2 separate regions of the Macaca mulatta genome follow, and region 1 is linked to region 2. The links are chromatin contacts, called in public Hi-C maps. All regions are on one chromosome and are shown on one strand. Each heading gives the region's core, a stretch centred on a gene start, on an enhancer-like site or on the middle of the called end of the contact. The rest is flanking DNA. Distances are from core to core; before and after follow the strand shown. Region 1 holds the start of KCTD6 (potassium channel tetramerization domain containing 6). Region 2 holds the start of PXK (PX domain containing serine/threonine kinase like).

Region 1 (5,440 bases), core at 211-2,710, 180 kb after region 2:
TTAAGAAGCAATGCCATTAACATCCCCATACTATTATCTTGAACACGATGATCCTTCAACATTTTTGTCTGTATATATGTTTTTAAAAATAAAATCAGGATATCATGTATACTAGTTTGTGTACTGATCATTTTGATCATTTTCACACACATTTCCCTGTATTCTCACCTAGTCTTTGTGAATTTGATCATGTAGCACTTGGGTATGTTGATGAAGCATATGTCATTTATTTAACCTATCAATTTGAGCTTTGGAGAAGAATCAAGTATCAGATACAACTGTGATGATCATGCTGATATAATTTCAACCCCAGAGCTAGCTCACACACATGCAGACGTGAAACCCAAGTAAGTTTCTAAGGCCAGTGGTTATTCTGGTGGAGAAGGTTAAACCCAGCATCAGGTAACCGGTCCCAACGGAAGGGGACAGAGGCCTGGCTAGTAGGAAGCGAATGGGACTTGGAACGAGTGGACGGATGGAGGCCAATTAGCCCTGAGGCGTTAGGAGCTGCCCATCCTCTGCAGTCTTGGCTTCCTTCCTGGTGAAGTGGGGACAATACCGGCGCCAGTCTCATCTAGGGCCGAGCTCCTCCAGGCCCCAGAGCCTTTGCACGGGTCGTTTCGTCTGCTGAAGGTGGCTCTGCCCTTCTCTCCACCTGGCTGCCCGTGTTGCTGAGGCTCTGGGCCCAGCTGTCCTTTGCTGTCCTGCCCACCAGGCCGGAGGGGTGGCCGCGGGGGCTTCTTCACAGGCCTCATCGCAGGGTTGTCTCCCCAGTGCAGGGCAGGCAGGAGAGGCTCCGACCGCAGGTCCGGGGTCCAGGTCTTCCTTGGCTACTGCGTTTGAAGCAGGGGCTCCCTTCCCTTCTCCATCTAAGTCCTCTAATCACGCCTCTCCCAACGCTTATGATCATAACCTGTCATTATTTTGTCTATTAGCTGTTTCCTTGACTCTTGTCTGTCTTCTCCTTTCATTAGGACCCGCTTGCGTCTTGGTAGCCGCTGTATCTCCTAAACCCCCAGGCCTGAGATATAGTGGGGGTCCCATACAAGTTCATGAAATGACTAAGGAGAAACAGCTGTGGAAACACCAGCTCTGAGGACGCAGTGGGCCTGGGGCTGGGCGGACCCCAGGCTGCGGACGGAGGCGGGACGCAGGGGCGGGGTTTCGGGGCTTCGGGGCTTCTGAGCTGAGCCTAAGGGGCGGGACTGGGGCTTCAGGGCGGGGCTTCGGGGCTGCGGTCTTGCGGTCTTGACCGCGCGGCTCCGGCTGCGCTCGCTCCTAAGGCCGCCCGGCTCTCTGGCTTCCCGCCCGCGCTGCCGTTAGGGGGCGCCCGCGCTTGTGGCGCTACGGCTCTGCTGGGAAGGCGCCGCCCGCGCCGGGCAGCTGGAGCCGCAACTCCGGGCGCGGGCTCAGTCGTCCCTTCTGCCGCCGCCGCCGCCGCCGCCGCCGGGCGCGGGCTCGCTCGTCCCCGCGCTCGCGCTCTCCGGCCGCGGGCATCTCCCGGCCCGGCCGCCGCCGCTGCCGCCGCCGCCGCCGCCGCCGCGCAGTGAGTGGGGCTGGCTTGGGGCTTGCGGGGCCGGGGCTTGGGAGGGCCGGGGCTTGGGAGGGCCGGGTTTCGGGAGACGTCTGCGCGGAGCGGCCAGGGGAGCGGGGCAGAGGATTATCTGGGCGGGGGCTCCTGGAACCGGGCGGTGGCGGCGGGGCCGCGTTGAGGGGACCGCGCGTCCCGGGGCTGGCACGAGCCGGCGGCGGAGGTGCCCGCGGCGGGGCCTGGGCGGGGGTTCTGGGGTCCGCCCGCGGGGATGCGCGGTTTCTGCGGGCCCGGGTTCGGAGCTCCGCGGAGCGCCCCTCGTCCGGGCCCGGAGCATCGCCCGCCCTACCCCTGGCCGGGTCGGGTTTGTGGGGGTTTCGCTGGTGGGGCAGCAGCGAAGCACGGCCCGGACGGAGACATTCGGGGTGTGCTCGAAAATGATTGTTTTTGGGAGATTGCGCTTATTAGCCACCAATTGCCCTAGTTTAAAGCGTGAGCCAGGACTCAAAACCCTGGCTTTGGGATTTTCTACCCTGAAGAGACACTCAGATTGCAGCTGAGTTCTTTATGCCTAGATTTGTGTGTGTGGTGGCGTTTTTAATGCTTGATGTCAGAGGTGATAAATGGCTGTGGTAATGGGGAGCCCTGGCAGCACCTGCTGGGCTGTCAGTGGTGGAGGCTGTGTCTGGGGGTGGGACGGGGAAATGAAACGTGACAGAGATCCTGTTTGGATATTCTGCTGAAGTTATCATGTTTCTGTTCAAGTATACCAGTTCTAGAACAAGTTGATGGATCCAATTTTAGGACTTTGTGATAGAAGAGGTTTGGGTGGCAAAGTGACCTGGGATGACCCGGCTCGGCTAAGAATATTTGGGGTAGCCTAAGCATCTCTTCCATATCCCCCTGGCATGTTCTTTTTTTCGCTGTCACAAATGCCCTATTACTTGAATCATCCTGGGATAGGAGAGAAGCTTGGGGACAGCATGTAGCACAGTCCTGAGCCCAAGATTGAGATGTTTTCAAATGAATAAATATGTAGCTAGGAAAAGGAAAATGGTTTTGTCAGCAGGGTTGGTAGGTTGAGAGAATTTTCTCTTTGGCCGAAAACCATCAGTCCATAAAGATACTTGATTTTGTGCTATGCTTTAGATATGAACGATGGAGTGGAGTGGTCAGGACAGCCACGGATGCCATCCCAAAGTTTTGTGATTTGAATTTTCATAAATCATATTTTAACCAAAGCATTACTACTTACAGAAATCTTAGGGTGAACCCTATGAATCCTTCGGTGCGTTTGGATTTTGATATTTGGGGTCCATTTAAAATGGAGTACATGTATGTATTTGGATTCAGCTTTACCTTGGAGATAATCCTGAGTCATGCTTTAAGGAAGTTCCTTCTGAGATCAGGAGCTCAGATGTTGGGTGATCTCTGGGAAAACTAGACACTCCCCTTTACCTGTATGTAGTTCTCCCTTCTGGAGCTGTGGGAAAAAGAGGACCCGGGGAGATTTAGAGCAAATTAAGAGGCTGCCTCCTCCATATTTGCCGTCTCCAGGCCAATGCTCTAAATTACTTTGTTCACACTCAAGTTTTTCATGTTAACATAGAAATTTTGTTTATGCTGCTGCCACTAGTGTTTTCACGTTTGTCTAATACTTGCCAGTTTACAGATGGTTTTATATTCATGATCTCCTTTATTTTCTCCATTTCCCCAAAGAAGAAGCTGAGCATAAAGAGTCATTTTCTCAGGGTCTCATAATCAGTAATGGAGCAAAATTCGACTACAGGACCTCCCTGGGAACCTGTTCTCTTTCCTTGTCCTGTGATGTGTTACTCTTATAGGCCAATTTTTGCTTTTGTGTAGTGCCTAAATGGTGTAATTACTTTTGGGAAGATGGTATTAGCCCATCTTACCTTTCGGAAACTGAGGGTTAAGAGGAGTGTTACGATTTTGTGACAGCTTTTTAATATTAGGTCACTTTTAAACCTGTAACTCCTCTCTTCTTGACCACATGGTTGAGAGAGGAGAAAGAGAAAATGATTACTTTTAGAGAAAAATCCATTTCTGCAGTGGTATGGTTAAGGATAATGTAACACCATAATCACATTATCCTTGTATGCCTGGCTACTTGTGCTGGCCTGTATGTGAATGTTAACCCCAAAGGCTCCTTTAGATGTCGCTGAACTAGTTACTATAAAAAGTATTTCACTTTCAAACTCCCACATTTCAAGAAGAGCAAAACTCAGTAAAAAGGCAATTTTGAAGGTAAGTATAGAGAGAGGGAGTTTATTGAGTCTTTTCTGACTACCAGACACGAAGGTTTCATTAAAAACGCATTTTAAAGGGCTGCCTGGAAACTCTGGGAAGTCAGTAGTTGGAAGTTTTTATTTTTCATTGAAGTTCGGAGGTTTTTATTGCAACATATAGGTAGTTATACAGGATTAGGACTTTTGCCCTGGAGAATTCTTAATCTATAGCAAGAATGATAAACCCAGAATATTGTTAGGTTGGTTCATCGTAACCATGAGGCCTGAAATTGCAATTCTGCAGTGACAGGGAGAATGGCATTTAAGGGTTCTTAGGTTACTTTTTTAAGTTATTAACTTACTGAATTATGTATTCTTCAGATATACTACTTTAGAAAATTAATATTTTCTTTTAAGGCTTCTGTAAATTCTTCAGTATGTGTTTTCTTAAGCTTAATTACCTGCTAACATGACACTGTCAGAATTTATACATTAGTCACAATAACCTTTGAAGCTTAAACATGGGTGAATTTTCAGTACTGCTTTATATTCTCTGGGGAGTGGTCAGTGTTGTTTTCACAAGAATTTTATTTGCATCAAAGGTTACATCTTTTCAGGTGAACTGATTTTACAGGGTCAGAGGCTTCTTTGAACTTTATAGCTGTTGGTGCTTGGTTGCGTTTGCTGTCTTTCAAAACCATCTTTAGTTTCAGTAGGGAAAGTCACTGTAAAGGAAAACTTTTTTCATTTTTCATTGTTACCATTCCTGGTAGATTTTCTGAAATAGTAGATATTTATTTGCTTTCATCAAGTAAAACCGGCCTATTTGATACCCATTTCAAGATCTTCCTTCTGCTGCCTGTCTTGTGGTCATTTAACTTCTCATTAAGCCCTCCACTGGAGACTGTGCCAGAAGGGAGAGAAGATGAAAAGCAAATGAATCATTTTGTAATTGTTAGTAGCTCTGGAAAATGATTTAGTAGAAGAGATTGAAACTATTCTGGAAATTCTTTGGGATTGTATTTCATTCATCTGCATCATTTCAGAGATGTTCCTAATGGTCGTCAGTTCAGAATTCAGAAATTGATCATTATCCAGCTATTGTATAACAAGGAATTCTTCGTGCTTTTTTGTTTGTTTGTTTCTTGCTGTATTTAAGTATCTCCACAGAAGATATTTAGAAGCAGCTAGAGATAAAATTTAAACTAATCAATACTGTTTTTTCCCTTTGAACTCTTTAATGAACAATTTGATTTCTTTAGACAGTTTAGTCATTGTTATTGGAAGTGACTAATAGTGACTTTGCTTCAATTTTTTTTTTTTTTTTTTTTTTTTTTTTTGAGACGGAGTCTCGCTCTGTCGCCCAGGCTGGAGTGCAGTGGCCAGATCTCAGCTCACTGCAAGCTCCGCCTCCCGGGTTCCCGCCATTCTCCTGCCTCAGCCTCCCGAGTAGCTGGGACCACAGGCGCCGCCACCTCGCCCGGCTAATTTTTTGTGTTTTTAGTAGAGACGGGGTTTCGCCGTGTTAGCCAGGATGGTCTCGATCTCCTGACCTTGTGATCCGCCCGTCTCGGCCTCCCAAAGTGCTGGGATTACAGGCTTGAGCCACCGCGCCCGGCCAACTTTGCTTCAATTTATTTTGATGCATCTTATACACAAG
Region 2 (4,942 bases), core at 78-2,577:
TAGCTGGGTCTACAGGCGTGTGCCACCACGCCCAGCTAATTTTTATATTTTTAGTAGAGGGGGTTTTGCCATGTTGGCTAGGCTGGTCTCAAACTCCTGACCTCAGGTGATCCACCCGCCTTGGCCTCCCAAAGTGCTGGGATTGCAAGCGTGAGCAATCATGCCTGACCACCGTTTGAGTTTTTATTATGTGCCAAGCCCCTTCCCGGTCTACTGCATTCCTTGTATTAACCTTTTCATACAAATAATATTATCTCCACTTTGCAAATTGGGGAGTTGGAACTCAGAGAGGTTGGGTAACTTATTAAAGATCACACAGCTGGTAAATGCCAGAGCCATGGAGATGATAGTCCTCTGATTCTAAATTTAACTCTTCACTATCCTGGAGTGCTGCCCTAGGAAAGGCCAGTGTGGGTGAAATTTCTAGGTGTGTATGGAGATGGGGGGATGAGGTGGTGCCAGGATTATGGCTTCGGGTTCAGGCAGACTGTGGGCAGATTTAGGGCTGAGAAGTGGATCCCAAGATTCTCTGACTTGACTCTTGGTTTAAATTTCTTCTAGCCCATATGGTGGGATGAAAAACTCCCAAGTCTAAGGGATGTGGTTGAGCAGGCAGTAGGGGCCAAGAGTAGAGGCTAGGGGGTCTCTGGACCATTTTATAGGGTCTCCAGTTCTTAGAGCTTGGGTCTGAGGGTTCTGGGGTCCAAGACCTCCAATTATGGGGTCCAGCTCTTAGGTGTTCAGGCCTGAGGAGCCTCGTTCAAGAGTCCCTATGAAGTCTCAATCGGAAGGGCTTGTTTCAGAAAGTCTCTGGGTTTGCAGGGCTCAGACTGGAGGTCCCATCCTGAAGGCCCTTTTTCTGAGTTTTAGGGTCGTTGGGCCTGGGGGGGTGAGAGAGGTCCAGTTCTGAGGGTTTCACGACGTACGGTCCCAGAAAAGCCCAGTTCTGAGAGGCCTGGTTTGGAAATCTCGCCCTGAAGATTCCTGGATCCCAGGGCTCAGGACCAGGCGTCCCTGGATCTGAGGATACTGGTGGTGATGGCTTAGGGTGGTGTTCACTGGTCCGAAGCCCGGAGCTAAGGGCACGGGGTCTGCGGTGCGGCTGCGAGGAGCTGGGAAGCGCGAGCCCATGGCAGCCACAGGGCGGAGGGGCGGGCCAGCGGGGACAGTGCTGGCGGCCCCCACACGTACTCCGCTAGGTCGGCGCTAGGACTCCGGGGCGGCGGCAGCGGGGAGGGTGGCGCTAGGACCCCGCGGGCCCGGCGGCGCGTGGGGCGGCGCGTGTTGACAGCGGAACGGTGGAGCCGGGCTGGCGGCGGGAGTCGGCGCCTCAGGTTCCTGCCTCGCGTCCCTAGGCGGCGGCGGCCGGGCGTCCCGGGATGGCCTTCATGGAGAAGCCGCCAGCCGGCAAGGTGCTGCTGGACGACACGGTGCCGCTGACAGCAGCCATCGAGGCGAGCCAGAGCCTGCAGTCCCACACGGTGCGCGGCCCAGTGGGCGGGCGGGCGGCGGGCGGCGGGGGGCGGCCCCGGGCCGCGAGGGGGCTGCGGGCTGCCTGGCGCGGGCCGGGCAGGGTCGTCTAACGGGGACCGGGCCACGGGGTAGGCGGCCCTGGCCGAGAAGGCTGTGGCGCGCCGCTGGGTCTGGGTCAGGGCCCCCGGGGCCCAGGCGAACGCTGAGGCCCGGAGGGGCCGAGGATGGGGACCGCAGCCCCCGGCGCCGCGGGGTGGAAGGAGCTTGGCGGCGACCAGGAAAGCGACTCCGAGTTGGGGGTGCGGGAGCCTGGGGCTTACCTTGGACCAGGGAAGCAGGAACGAGACCGCTCGGGACCATCCACTTCTGCCCGCTTCCAGCCTTTTCCTTTTTGAGGCCGTGGAATTTCCTCCCCTGCAGCTGAGGGTCTGGGTGATGGGGATGAGGGTGTGCCGGGCCAAATGAAGTGTGACTTCAGAGCCTACTTGTTGGGACAGCAGAGTGCAAGTGGCTGGGGTCTACAGCCGCGTTTCCAGGTCAGCCACTTGGCCCTGGCCCCGGGAAGTGGTGGGGAAGTCAGCGGGGCTGTTTAAGCAGGTGTATGAATGTGCTTCTCTAACTTGCTGTTTAGTGGGCAGTGGTAGCATTCATTTGAGTTTAAAATCCACTCGAGTAGCATAAAGGAGTAATAGGTCCTCATAGTAAACACTGGCAGAGTTCATTTCTGCTACATACACTGTCTTTTATGGGGCTTTAAAACCGTGGTTGTTTTCATTTGCTTGTACCTTTTTTTTTGAAAGGCACACTATGCATTATAATTTCCAAGCAATAAATCCAGGAACCAGCAAGAAACCTGGAGCTCCAGCTAGTGGGACTTTTTTGGAAAAGTAATGAATGAGGAGAGAGATTCCTTCAATTGTGATGTTTTGTCAGGCCACCGAATCAGATTCAGACTCAGAGGCTTGTTTGTTTACCATTGCAGTGTGCTTGGGGGGTCATCATGTGGAGGCTAACGCTCACAATAGCCTTCTGTTTCTCTTTTCCTTCGAGCTCTTCTGATGACTTCAAAGAGACCTTTCATTCTGTTGTATTAAAGTGAGACTTTTTTGAACCTCAGTTTCCTCTTCTGACAGCCATGCTTTGTAGGGCTTGAATTGTTCAAAGCATTCACTTCCAGTTAAGAAAATTATTATCTTTTTAAAAAGTACTATTTGTTTCACTCTGCGTATCTTTAATCCTATTCTGTAGACATGTGAGAAGGCACATATAGGGCAGAATTTGTTAAACTTGCTATCATTTGTGCCTAAAGGGAGTATGGCTTAAGGGTTGAAATTTAGGATGAGGAGTCAAGAGTAATTCAGCTATTAAATTTGATTTTTGATTTGACTATTGGCAAGTAAGTCTTATAACCTTTCAGGGAATAGAGTCGAGTCTTTTAGGTTTATTTTGTATTGAAAGTAAAGAGATAGAGGTTTATAAATACAAGCATTCTGTGATTTCTACAGCCCCAGCCCATGTGCCTACCCACACCTTAATCTTGATTAGTTCGTCCTATAATTACTTCTTTCCTTTTTGTCTTCACCAGGCTACAAGAGGAGGGGCATTTCTCCCTCACGTTGGGGTCTCATTTCCTGGTTTTTGATAGGATTTCAAATGTGTTTATCAAATGACTAAATAATCCAACTTCAACCTTACTATGCCTCTTTTTCTGTTTGTGTAAAGAGGTAATTATGAACATTGAAAAAATAACTTAGAGATCAGTGCTTTAGCTAGGTGGCGAAAGATGTAATAGGATTCTGTTTTTATTGTAGCTCTTTTCTCTGTGTGTGTGTGTGTGTGTGTGTGTGTGTGTGTGTGTGTGTAGAGACAGCGTCTCACCATGTTGTCCAAGCTGGTCTGGAACGCCTGGGCTCAGGCCATTCTCCTGCCTCAACCCCACAAAGTGCTGGTATATAGACGTGAGCCACCACACCTGGCCCTGCAGATCTTTTCTTTAAAAAATAAAATAATTTAGGGTAGAAAATGACAGTTCTTATAGTGATGACTGAACACAAAAGACCATGACTCACAGGAGACCCATCGAGGCAGATGTGGTAGAGTGAAAAACTGTAGCATTCTCTTGCATAATTTTTTGACTGTTCTGTGTTCTTGTCATTTTAGCTGTAAAGTTTGACTGAGAAATGTTGCATCAGCCCTGAACTTTATTGAGAAAATCATATGCTGATGCAAACTTTTTGAACTATTAGTGTCTTATGAGTAAGTCTTTTTTAAAACAGGAACTGTTGGAAATTATTTTGGAAAGTAGTTGTTAAGAGTGGCATATAGAAGAGAAAGGCACTGTTTTTTTCTTGGGAAGACTGAAAATGACTTTCCAGCTTGGTAGCTGAAGGGAGATGGTGTTCCAGAAGTCAGAGCTCTACTCTCCCTTTGAAATGCTGAATCTCTAGGAGGTTACTCCTTGTATGTAGACAGAAACATACGGAGATAGAGACAGACTTGGGGTTGGAAGAGGCAAGACCTTAATACAGGTCTGGGCTGATATTTGCTAGTCATGTGATATAGGCTGGGCAAGTCGCTTAAACCTTTTTGAAGTTTAGTTTTGTCATCTGTAAATGGGAGTAATAAGTGCCTGCCCTGCCTGTCTCCCAAGGTTGTTAGAAAGATCAAATGAAATCATCCTGATGAAGTATTTGTGAAGCGTATTCTTCCTCCCTCCATCTCTTCACTCCCTGACAACATTTGTGGAAAGGGTTGAACACATTAGAGGGCATTATTGCAAGTAAGCTCATTTCTGTCCATAGTTCCTTTCATTTATCAAGTTTAACCTTGGGAAACATATATATGTGTGTGTGTGTATATATATACACATATATATATATATATATTTTAATACCGATGGGGTTCTTGCTGTGTTGCCCAGGCTGATCTTGAACTCCTGGCCTCAAGTGATCCTCCCACCTTGGCCTCCCAAAGTGCTGGGATTATAGGCGTGAGCCACTGCACCCAGCTGGGAAACAACCTATAACCGAAAATGATTTAGGATTTATGAACTTGGTAGGGAAAAATTCTGTGGTTTGGAAAACTGAGTCACCAGAAGGATGAAGAGAACACAAGGTCACCACCAGAAAGGCATATTTGGATGAGCTACTGGCAGAAAGGACATGTGTTGGTAGGCGATTCTGTGCTTTGCTGATGCTGATGCATTTTTTTTTTTTTTGAGACAGAGTCCCGCTCTGTCACCCAGGCTGGAGTGCAGTGGCCGGATCTCAGCTCACTGCAAGCTCCGCCTCCCGGGTTCACACCATTCTCCTGCCTCAGCCTCCCGAGTAGTTGGGACTATAGGCATTTGCCACCTCGCCCGGCTAGTTTTTTGTATTTTTTTAGTAGAGACGGGGTTTCACTGTGTTAGCCAGGATGGTCTCGATCTCCTGACCTCGTGATCCGCCCGTCTCGGCCTCCCAAAGTGCTG

What was found. Hi-C and Micro-C count contacts between places; a contact is called where the count stands out from the background.
Region 1: a contact with region 2 is called in a Hi-C map of fetal cortex germinal zone, with 5 times the contacts expected there. The contact joins the promoter of KCTD6 here to the promoter of PXK in region 2. A contact is called at or near these places in 4 of 14 Hi-C or Micro-C datasets (CD4 T cells, fetal cortex germinal zone, fetal cortical plate and 1 more).

Annotation. Positions count from the first base shown.
Region 1 is chr2:122,078,736-122,084,175 of T2T-MMU8v2.0, forward strand. KCTD6 (potassium channel tetramerization domain containing 6) reads left to right here and starts at 1,461. Exons shown (of 3, transcript XM_015130532.3): 1 at 1,461-1,546.
Region 2 is chr2:121,895,023-121,899,964 of T2T-MMU8v2.0, forward strand. It overlaps PXK (PX domain containing serine/threonine kinase like), which reads left to right and starts at 1,328. Exons shown (of 16, transcript XM_028844294.2): 1 at 1,328-1,481. The coding sequence starts at 1,380.